Linked DNA regions of Mus musculus: all the other regions are linked to region 1. Evidence: chromatin contacts called from public HiChIP or PLAC-seq data. All regions are on one chromosome and are shown on one strand. Each heading gives the region's core, a stretch centred on a gene start, on an enhancer-like site or on the middle of the called end of the contact. The rest is flanking DNA. Distances are from core to core; before and after follow the strand shown.

Region 1 (2,700 bases), core at 77-2,576:
CTGCATCTCAATGGGGCCAGGCTCTGGAGAAGGGGAAGAGAGACTGGGGCCCGGCAGACCGCCTACTGAGAGGCCCAGGTTTCATCCTTCAGTTCCTTTCGCGGGGTCAAGACTTTGCTTCCTGACATGAGTCTGGAAACTCAGGCTGCTTTCCCAGAGGCCACTGGTTTGTTCTTGGGGTCAGGCTGCTCTTTCCCTCAGGGTCACATTCTCCTCAGACATCATGACGCTGACAGGACAATACATGGGGGACTGAAGGGACCATGCATGAGAGAATTAGGAAAAAGACAACACCGGTCTGCCTCATGGTGGGGGTGGGGGCTTCCCAGCCACAGGAAGACCCCGCTGGGTTTCCTCTCTCCCCCAGAAGGTCCTGAAACCCTGGGGAGTGAGAGGTCTCTTTTCACTGAGAGCCTGCCACACACCAGCCACCTCCCCAAATACCATCCCCTTGGCCTTCCTTCTAAGCCCCTGAGGTCTCTGGGATTCATCTGCTCAGGGTTTTGCCATCATGACCAATTTCCCATCCTTAGCTCAAAAGCCTTGATATACATGGACATGCTGGCCCATGAATGCCCACTTGGAGACTGGTAGGTAGAGTCACTGAACTCAGGGCTACTTGTGCCCAGCAACTCAGGGTTGCTAAGGTAAAATAGGCTAGAGGTACAGGTTAAAGTGGATCTCCCCCAAGCACTGGTACCCATGCATGCGATCTTTCCCGGAAACAAGGTCTTTACAGAGGTAAGCAAGTTAAGCTAACCAAGGCTGGCCCTAGCTCAGCATAACTAGTGCTGTTTTGTGTGCACACACACGTATGTACACGTAGAGGCCAGAGTCAGTTGTTCCTTTTGTTTTGTTTTGTTTTTGGTTTTTTGGTTTTTTTCGAGACAGGGTTTCTCTGTGTAGCCCTGGCTGTCCTGGAACTCACTTTGTAGACCAGGCTGGCCTCACACCCAGCTCAGTTGTTCCTTTTCTGTCACTTTGTTTAACTTGGTTTTTTTTAAGACAAGGATTCCTCCTGGCCTGGAGCTTGTTAAGTAGGCTAGCCTAGTAGGCGAATGGCGTCTAGGCATTTCTCTGCCTGTCTCTGCCTTCCCCTGCTCTGGCATTATGAGCCCAGCCCGCTGTGCCCTTGGCACTTCTATGCAGGTTCTGGGATTCAGGTCCTTACGGTTTAAGGCAAGAGCTTTACTAAGTCAGATCCTTGCAATCAAGAGAAATACTTTTGCCACTGAGTCATTCCCGCCCCTCACCCTCACCCCATCCCACCCAATCCGATCCCACTCCTCCCCTCCCCAGGCCCAGCAACTTGTGCTCTGGTAAGGAGTGGGAAGCCTGGTGCAATCAGCTCAGGGCTGGATTCCAGCACCCGGCAGGCTGCAGTGTCTGAGCACAGCCTGGACTGTTAGAGGGAAAGTGGGTCTCCAAACCACGGAGAGGAAAGAGGAGATACCACACATTTTGTTGTTTTGAGCTTCCCAGTGTGTGCCACTTTGTTACTGCAACTAGGGGACCCACAGGGCAGAGTGCCACAAGTTGTCTCTGACCTCTCTGGAAGCAGGCAGAGCTGGACCCAAGAGGCACCGGCATAGACTCAGCTCAGCTCAGTCTGTCTGCTCTGCCTCTGGGTGAGCGCAGGGCACTTCCTGGGGTGTGTGCTGTGAACTCCTGGGGTGCACCCATGCTGTGAACTCCTGGGGTGCACCCATGCTGTGAACTCCTGGGGTGCACCCATGCTGTGAACTCCTGGGGTGTACCCATGCTGTGAACTCCTGCGGTGCACCCATGCTGTGAACTCCTGGGATGCACCCATGCTGCGAACTCCTGGGGTGCACCCATGCTGTGAGCTTCTGGTTTTGTTTTGAAATCTATTTTTTTTTTAACCCCAGCCCAGAAAGAAAGGCACCTATCTTTTTGTTAAAAAAAAAAATCAAATACTACTTTTTGCAAATGCCTTTTATTCACCTGGAATGAATTTTTGGGTAGCTTTGGGTCTCTTTGTTTACTGAGGTAAGGTGTCTCAGGCTGGCCTGGAATTTTCCATCCTCCTGCCTCATCCCAAGAGCTGGGATCACAAATGACCAAGTTTCACTTTAATATCTGGAAGAACAAAGCTCTCCCACTTCATTTTGCTGTTCTGGGATGTCACTCATATATATGTATATTTAATATATGTGTGCATATTAAATATATGTGTAGTATATGTATATTAAATACATATATATGGATGACCATATATATGGCCATTTTCTCCCTCCCCCTTTTCATTTTGAGGATCACACCTAGGGCCTCCCATACACTAAGGAAGTGCTCTGCCAGTGAGAATTACATTCCCAACCCTAAAAAAATTCTTAAGTTTCCTTACATAAAAGTCTCTCAAAATAATATTAATATCACCTTTTTTTTGTGCTTTTCAAGACAGGTTTTCTCTGTGTTGCCCTGGCTATCCTGAAACTCACAATGTAGACCAGGCTGGCCCCAGACTCAGATCCACCTGCCTCTGCCTCCCAGTGCTGGGTTAAAGCTGTGCACCGTCCCTGCCCAGCCCGCACCACCCCTGCCCGGCCCACAGCCATCACTATTGATCTGAATGATTTACTTTAAAATGTGTGAGCTATAACAGAGATTGATAGGTCAGAATGTGTTTTTGTGAAACGCTTCCATTCAGTGTAGATAGCAATGTATACACAATGTATTTAT
Region 2 (2,700 bases), core at 68-2,567, 190 kb after region 1:
AGACCAGGTTGGCCTTAAACTCAGAGATCCACTTGCCTCTGCCTCCCAAGTGCTGGGATTAAGTGCATGTGTCACCACAGTTAATGGGCTTGGCTTTTGAGTTCTTACTCTATGGCTAGTGGGTGGCCATCTTTACAGTTACGTGGCTTCCAACATGTGGGTCCACATGCAAATCTCCTTTTCCTACGAAGATACCAGTCATATGTGATCAGGGTCTAGCCTTCTGACTTCATTGTCACTTGGACCTCTCCTCAGATATTCATATTCTAAGGTATTCTAGGATTTTAAGAGAGAATGGGGGTGGAGAGCACAATTCTAACTATAGTAATGAGTGACAGAACCAGCCTTTGAACATGGGTCATTTAGATCACTCTTTTGTCCACTTTCTTTCCCTGGAACCCAAACACTGCCTGCTGGTCTGCATGTGTATGTCAATCCCATATAAGAGCTTTACCCTGACTTCATTTAAACACTGCACCAATGTGGTCCTTGCAGGACACCAAAGCACGCCGAACGAACGGAAGTCAGCGCTACAACAGGATGTGAATCTGACCTTTCCCCTCTACCACCCTGCATCTCCTCGTGTGGTAGTAATTCATTTCAGCAGCAGCATGGTGGTGTGGTACCATGGCTAAATATTTGCTAGCACTCCAGGCTAGGGCAGATAGATGCCCATCAGGCATGAACTATTAAATTGCTGGGATGCTCAGACAGAATCCGGGCCCATGGTAAGAGAAGGGTCCACTTTCCAGACAGCGTAGATGTCTGTGGATATTTTGCAGCTTGCATGCCCATGTTTGAACAGCAGTCCTTTTCTCTCCTTAATCCCTAGACAGTCCTTGAGTAGTGAAGACCATTGTCAAAAACCAGACTTCAGGGGAAATTCAAATGCTGCTGGGAACTTCTGTCCTCTAAGGAGCGTGACAACAGGAGTTTCCTGTCTTTGAAAAGTAAGCGCCATCTAAGGAGCATTAGAGTGAGGATGCAGGGCTAAAAAGAACCTGAGAACCAGACCCCCCTACCCTGGACATTCAGAGAGACCCAGGCCCATGGAGTGAGCTGTTCTTTAGATTATGTAGGCAGCTAGCCCTGACCAAGGAAGGATCTCCACCCCATCCCCACCCCAGACCCCAGGTTTTTGGCTACATCAGACCAGGTGCTCTGGCCAGGGCAGAATGTCCACTGCCAGAGGGGAAATATTCCTCTTGTGAAATTGCTCCCAGGATGCTGATTCTGATGAAATTCTTTCACTATCCGGCAGGATTCTGACTATGACACACAAGTCACAGTGTCCCTGCCCTGCCCTTTCACCCTCTCCTCTCTCCTCTCCACATTAGCTGATTGCCTCAAGCAAGCTTCAAGCGACTACTGTTTCAACAGACTCACACTTGGCTTGTGTCCCAGGAGATAAACAAAAAATACCAGCACAGGTCACCTACCATGTCTGGGGTGCCCCAACCTGGAAGTGCACTGAACCAGGCTGGTGGCTGTCCCTCCGGGGTTAGACCAGCTGCCTGTGCTGTTGGCTGAAGGGCCTGATGTACCCCATTCATCAGTGAGAAGGCACACGGAACATAGTTAGGTCTCTCTCTGGAACCCCGCTTTTAAGAGAAGCAGTTAAAGGCAGAGACTCTGGTGTGGAAGGCTGGATTCAAGTGTCAGCTTCCCGCTTCCGAAAGAAGGGAATGATAACAACAGGGTTCTCCTTGTGGGCCAGTGAGGACTAAGATCAGAACTATGTCATGTCTGCTGGGAGCTCCAGCTAAGTCGCCACTTGTACCTTATCTCTCAGGGCCCCCATCCGTAGGTGACGGTAGCATAAAATTAACTTCATGGGTCACTTCTGCTTCCTGCTGAATAATATCTTCCTTCCCCAAACTTCCATTTGTAAAACAGAGGCACGAGTGCCATCTCCCAGGGTCACCAAATGGCCTCGGCTGTTGCCTTGGCATGGACTCTGGAAAGCACTCCTGACATTCTCCCAACAAGCAGCAATAGTGATCATGGAGGCAGGTGTAGACAAGGACCCTTCCTCCTTTCCTGAGCAGCAGTTCCTCTCCTGGAGCTCTAAAGGAGGATTTAGTCAGTGTCGGGAAGCACCCACCTTGGCCACTAGCAGCTCACTAACCAACCCTGGCAGCTCCCTGCCTGCAGTGGACTGAAGCATCCCTCTTGTCAAATTGATCCTGGCATGCTGATTCTGATGAAATTCTCTCTCTACCCAGCAGGATCCTGACTGTGGACTACAGGATGCTTGGGCACACATACAGATGCAACAGTGCCCTTCTCCTGCCCTCTGACCCCCTCCTCTCTTCTTCTCCACTAGTGTTCCTTCCCCCGCCCCAAGCTACCTCTTTTCTTCATGCCCCCCAGCCCCCACTTTTAAGAACAGAACTTGCTTGTGCTCCCAGTTCCTGGGTCTTTAACTGGAGACACGAGATTTCGAGCCCCAGGGCTCAAGGGAGAGGGCATTGTGCACATTGGAAACAGAGTGAGGCAGAGAGAGTGGAAGGCACCATAGCATCCAAATGCCACTCAGCAGGAGAGGTCACTGTGTGGGGCTGGAAGTGGGCACTCATGTAGAGGGACATATAGTAGACAGGCAGCAGGGACCTTTGCTGGTGATCCTCAGGAGTATGAAGGGCTAGAGACTTGATGACATGCTGGGAGGACTCTGGTAGGTGTTCACCTGGGATGCAG
Region 3 (2,700 bases), core at 129-2,628, 250 kb after region 1:
ACTAGAATCCATGTCTACTCGGCTCAGAGGCCAAGGCGACTCCCACCAAACTCCAGCACTGTCTAACTTCAGGATTAAAAACAAAGATTAATATATTATGTATGAAAATGTCCTAAAGGTACACTATTTTATGTGCTCACTAAAACATTAATTAAAAAGAAAATCCAGATAAAAATAATAAGGGGCTAGACTGTAGCTCAGTTGGCGGAGTGCCTGCTTAGTTAGCACTAATGAAGCCCTGGGTTCAATCCCCAGCGTGGCATAACCTGGGAGTGGTGGTGCATGCAAAGGGAGATGGAGGCAAAGGATCGGAGGTTCAAGACCATTACCAGCTACATAGCAAGAAGGCAGCATGGGCTATATGGGATTCTATCTCAAAAAAAAAATAAAAATGAATATTAAAAATTTTAAAATAATTAATTTGGGAAAAATCTATGACCATTTCCTTCCTGTCTCGGAACTTGGTTTTTTATTAGTGTGTGTGTGTGTGTGTGTGTACATATGTATGCATGCAGATACCACAGAGTACATGTGGAAATCAGAGGATAACCCGTAGAAGTCAGTTTAGAGATTTAGCGTGCAGACCTCTGGTATGGAACTCAGGTTGTCAGATACAGTGACCCTATTAGGTCTCTAGTCGGACTTCTTTAGCCAGGATCTTTATCCTCTGGGCCAACTTCCCAGCTCATGACTGATTCTTTGAAGGGCAAAGAGGAGACCAGTGCATGGCTCAGGAAGATTGACTTTGGAAGGAGTAGCAGAAGGCATTGTGGAGGGAGGTGGCATCATACAGGGCCTTGGCACAGTTTAGGAGGCAAAAGGAAGTCCTTAGAGAAATGAAAGCAGGGGCAGGGACTCAGCCTTCACAGGAACACTTGGGTCCAAGCACATCATGTTGGCCTAGCTGAAGAGACTTGTCCAGAGATCTCACTGTCAGTCATTCGTGAAGCCAAGAGGTAGGTCCATAACCCTAGTCTCCCATCCCTCCAAGGGGTAAGAACAGAGCTCACAGTCAAAGTCATAACACCTATGCTCTGACCAGAGCTCCATCGTGTCTCCTAAGAAGTTACTTTTCCCTTGGCCAGCTCTTGTGCTTAACATACATACCTGTGGCTCAGTGTCTATCCAGGAGGTAGTCATAATGCTAAAACTGAATTCAAGTTAGGTTGCTTTCTACTGCTATAATAAACACCATAACCACAATCATGTTGGAGAGGAAAGGGTTTAATTCTCCTCACAGCTACAGTCATTCAGGAAGGGTAGCCAGGCCGAGAACCTGGAGGGTAGGAACTGAAGCAGAGACCATGGAGGAACACTACTCACTGGCTTGCTCTCTCTGACTTGCTCAGTTTGCTTTTTCATACACCTCCCCCACTTTTAATAACTGACCAGGGATGGCATTGCTCAAGTGGGCTGGGCCCTTCCAAATCTTAGCAATCAAGAAAATGCCCCAAGGGCTGGCCCCATGCCAATCTGATGGGGGTATTTTCTCAGTTGAGGTTTCCTCTCTTAGATAAATCCAGCTTGTGACAAGCTGACAAAATAAAACTAGCCAACACAGTTTCCCACACCCACATCAGATGGCTCACAGTCACCTGGAACTTAATCTCTGTGGGATTTGATGGCTCTTCTGGTCTTCAAGGGCACTTGTTCTGGCATGTGCATTATACCATTCCACACACGTATACACATAATTATAGTATTTTTAATTATTTCCCCTTTGTGTGCCTTGGTTCCTCATTATAATGAAGATAATAAGGTATTTAGGTGATAGATTTATTGTAGATACTAAGATATTGTACATAAAATATGGCTACAGCACCTGAAACAGTTCCCAGTATTTGTGAGATATTACCCAATCATGTCATTACTGACAATTACATATGTAATAAGGAAAGCAAATAAGAGAAAGATTTGGATGCCTTCCATGAAGACACCTGGCATAGAAGATAAGTGGCCAGTATAACTTTGGCCCCTGGAAGTGAAGATAATACTTTGGAATTTGACTGCAGCACTGTTAATGAAGGGGACCACCCATGGGATGTCGGTTTGGCATGGCTCCCAGGACCTATTCAAAGGCAAATGATGCTGTTTCCTTTCTTCCTTCTCCCCAGTGGCCTACGAGCTTGCCAGCACAGCATCCTTAACTGTGCCCCCATCTGCCCACACCTTTGACTCCAGCAGAGCCTGGTTAACAAATAACAAGCATGTGTGTGTAGTCAAAGCCACCATTGCTGCATTCCACATCCCCTTGACTGTGTTCTTTTTGCCAGAAACCTTGCCGAGCACACAATCATCTGTCACAGCAGAAATGTCCCTTGCCATCTGCTGATGTCCTCTGGCTGTATCAAATATCATAGGAGACCCTCCACAACCCAGACCATACCCCTACCTTGCTCAGATGCCTCTATGCACCTCTAGGGTTGACCCTCCTCCCACCCCTGCTCCCCAGGAGAGTGTTTGAGGCTCACCACCCCCACCCCTGACTGCCTTGGCCATGTCTTCTCTCGGCCTCTTCTGAGCCTCTGCTCCACACCCCAAACCGCAATTTCTTGGACTTTGGCATCTCTGCACCTTTACCCTGTGTTTCCCTACTATGGTGGTCTCCCCAGAGCATCTCACACCCAAAGATGCCAAGATTCTTTTCTCACGTTATCACAGCCTGATTCTGTAGCACTTCTCATACACGGGCCGCCCCAG

Evidence for each region. HiChIP or PLAC-seq counts read pairs in DNA pulled down with a chosen protein or histone mark.
Region 2: a FOXA1 HiChIP or PLAC-seq map of pancreatic cancer cells shows a contact between it and region 1. The contact joins two enhancer-like sites. A contact is called at or near these places in 1 of 484 Hi-C or Micro-C datasets (the G1E-ER4 cell line), 1 of 115 datasets of contacts at active chromatin or transcription factors (pancreatic cancer cells) and 1 of 9 other capture datasets (embryonic stem cells).
Region 3: a contact with region 1 is called in a FOXA1 HiChIP or PLAC-seq map of pancreatic cancer cells. The contact joins two enhancer-like sites. A contact is called at or near these places in 1 of 39 promoter capture datasets (the 3T3-L1 cell line), 1 of 115 datasets of contacts at active chromatin or transcription factors (pancreatic cancer cells) and 1 of 9 other capture datasets (pancreatic islet).

What each region holds. Positions count from the first base shown.
Region 1 is chr7:98,569,942-98,572,641 of GRCm38.p6, reverse strand. No RefSeq gene overlaps it. Among named protein-coding and RNA genes, the nearest start is that of Gm23040, 64 kb to the right of the region's middle. Within about 2 kb of position 1,326, at least 49 of the 459 cell types and tissues checked have an H3K27ac peak or open chromatin away from gene starts, as enhancers often do. A contact at or near this core is called in pancreatic cancer cells, where this site is marked.
Region 2 is chr7:98,382,213-98,384,912 of GRCm38.p6, reverse strand. All of the region lies in intron 6 of Gm44507 (a long non-coding RNA gene), which reads left to right. Among named protein-coding and RNA genes, the nearest start is that of Tsku, 22 kb to the right of the region's middle. Within about 2 kb of position 1,317, at least 35 of the 459 cell types and tissues checked have an H3K27ac peak or open chromatin away from gene starts, as enhancers often do. A contact at or near this core is called in pancreatic cancer cells, where this site is marked.
Region 3 is chr7:98,323,184-98,325,883 of GRCm38.p6, reverse strand. No RefSeq gene overlaps it. Among named protein-coding and RNA genes, the nearest start is that of Acer3, 15 kb to the right of the region's middle. Within about 2 kb of position 1,378, at least 9 of the 459 cell types and tissues checked have an H3K27ac peak or open chromatin away from gene starts, as enhancers often do. A contact at or near this core is called in pancreatic cancer cells, where this site is marked.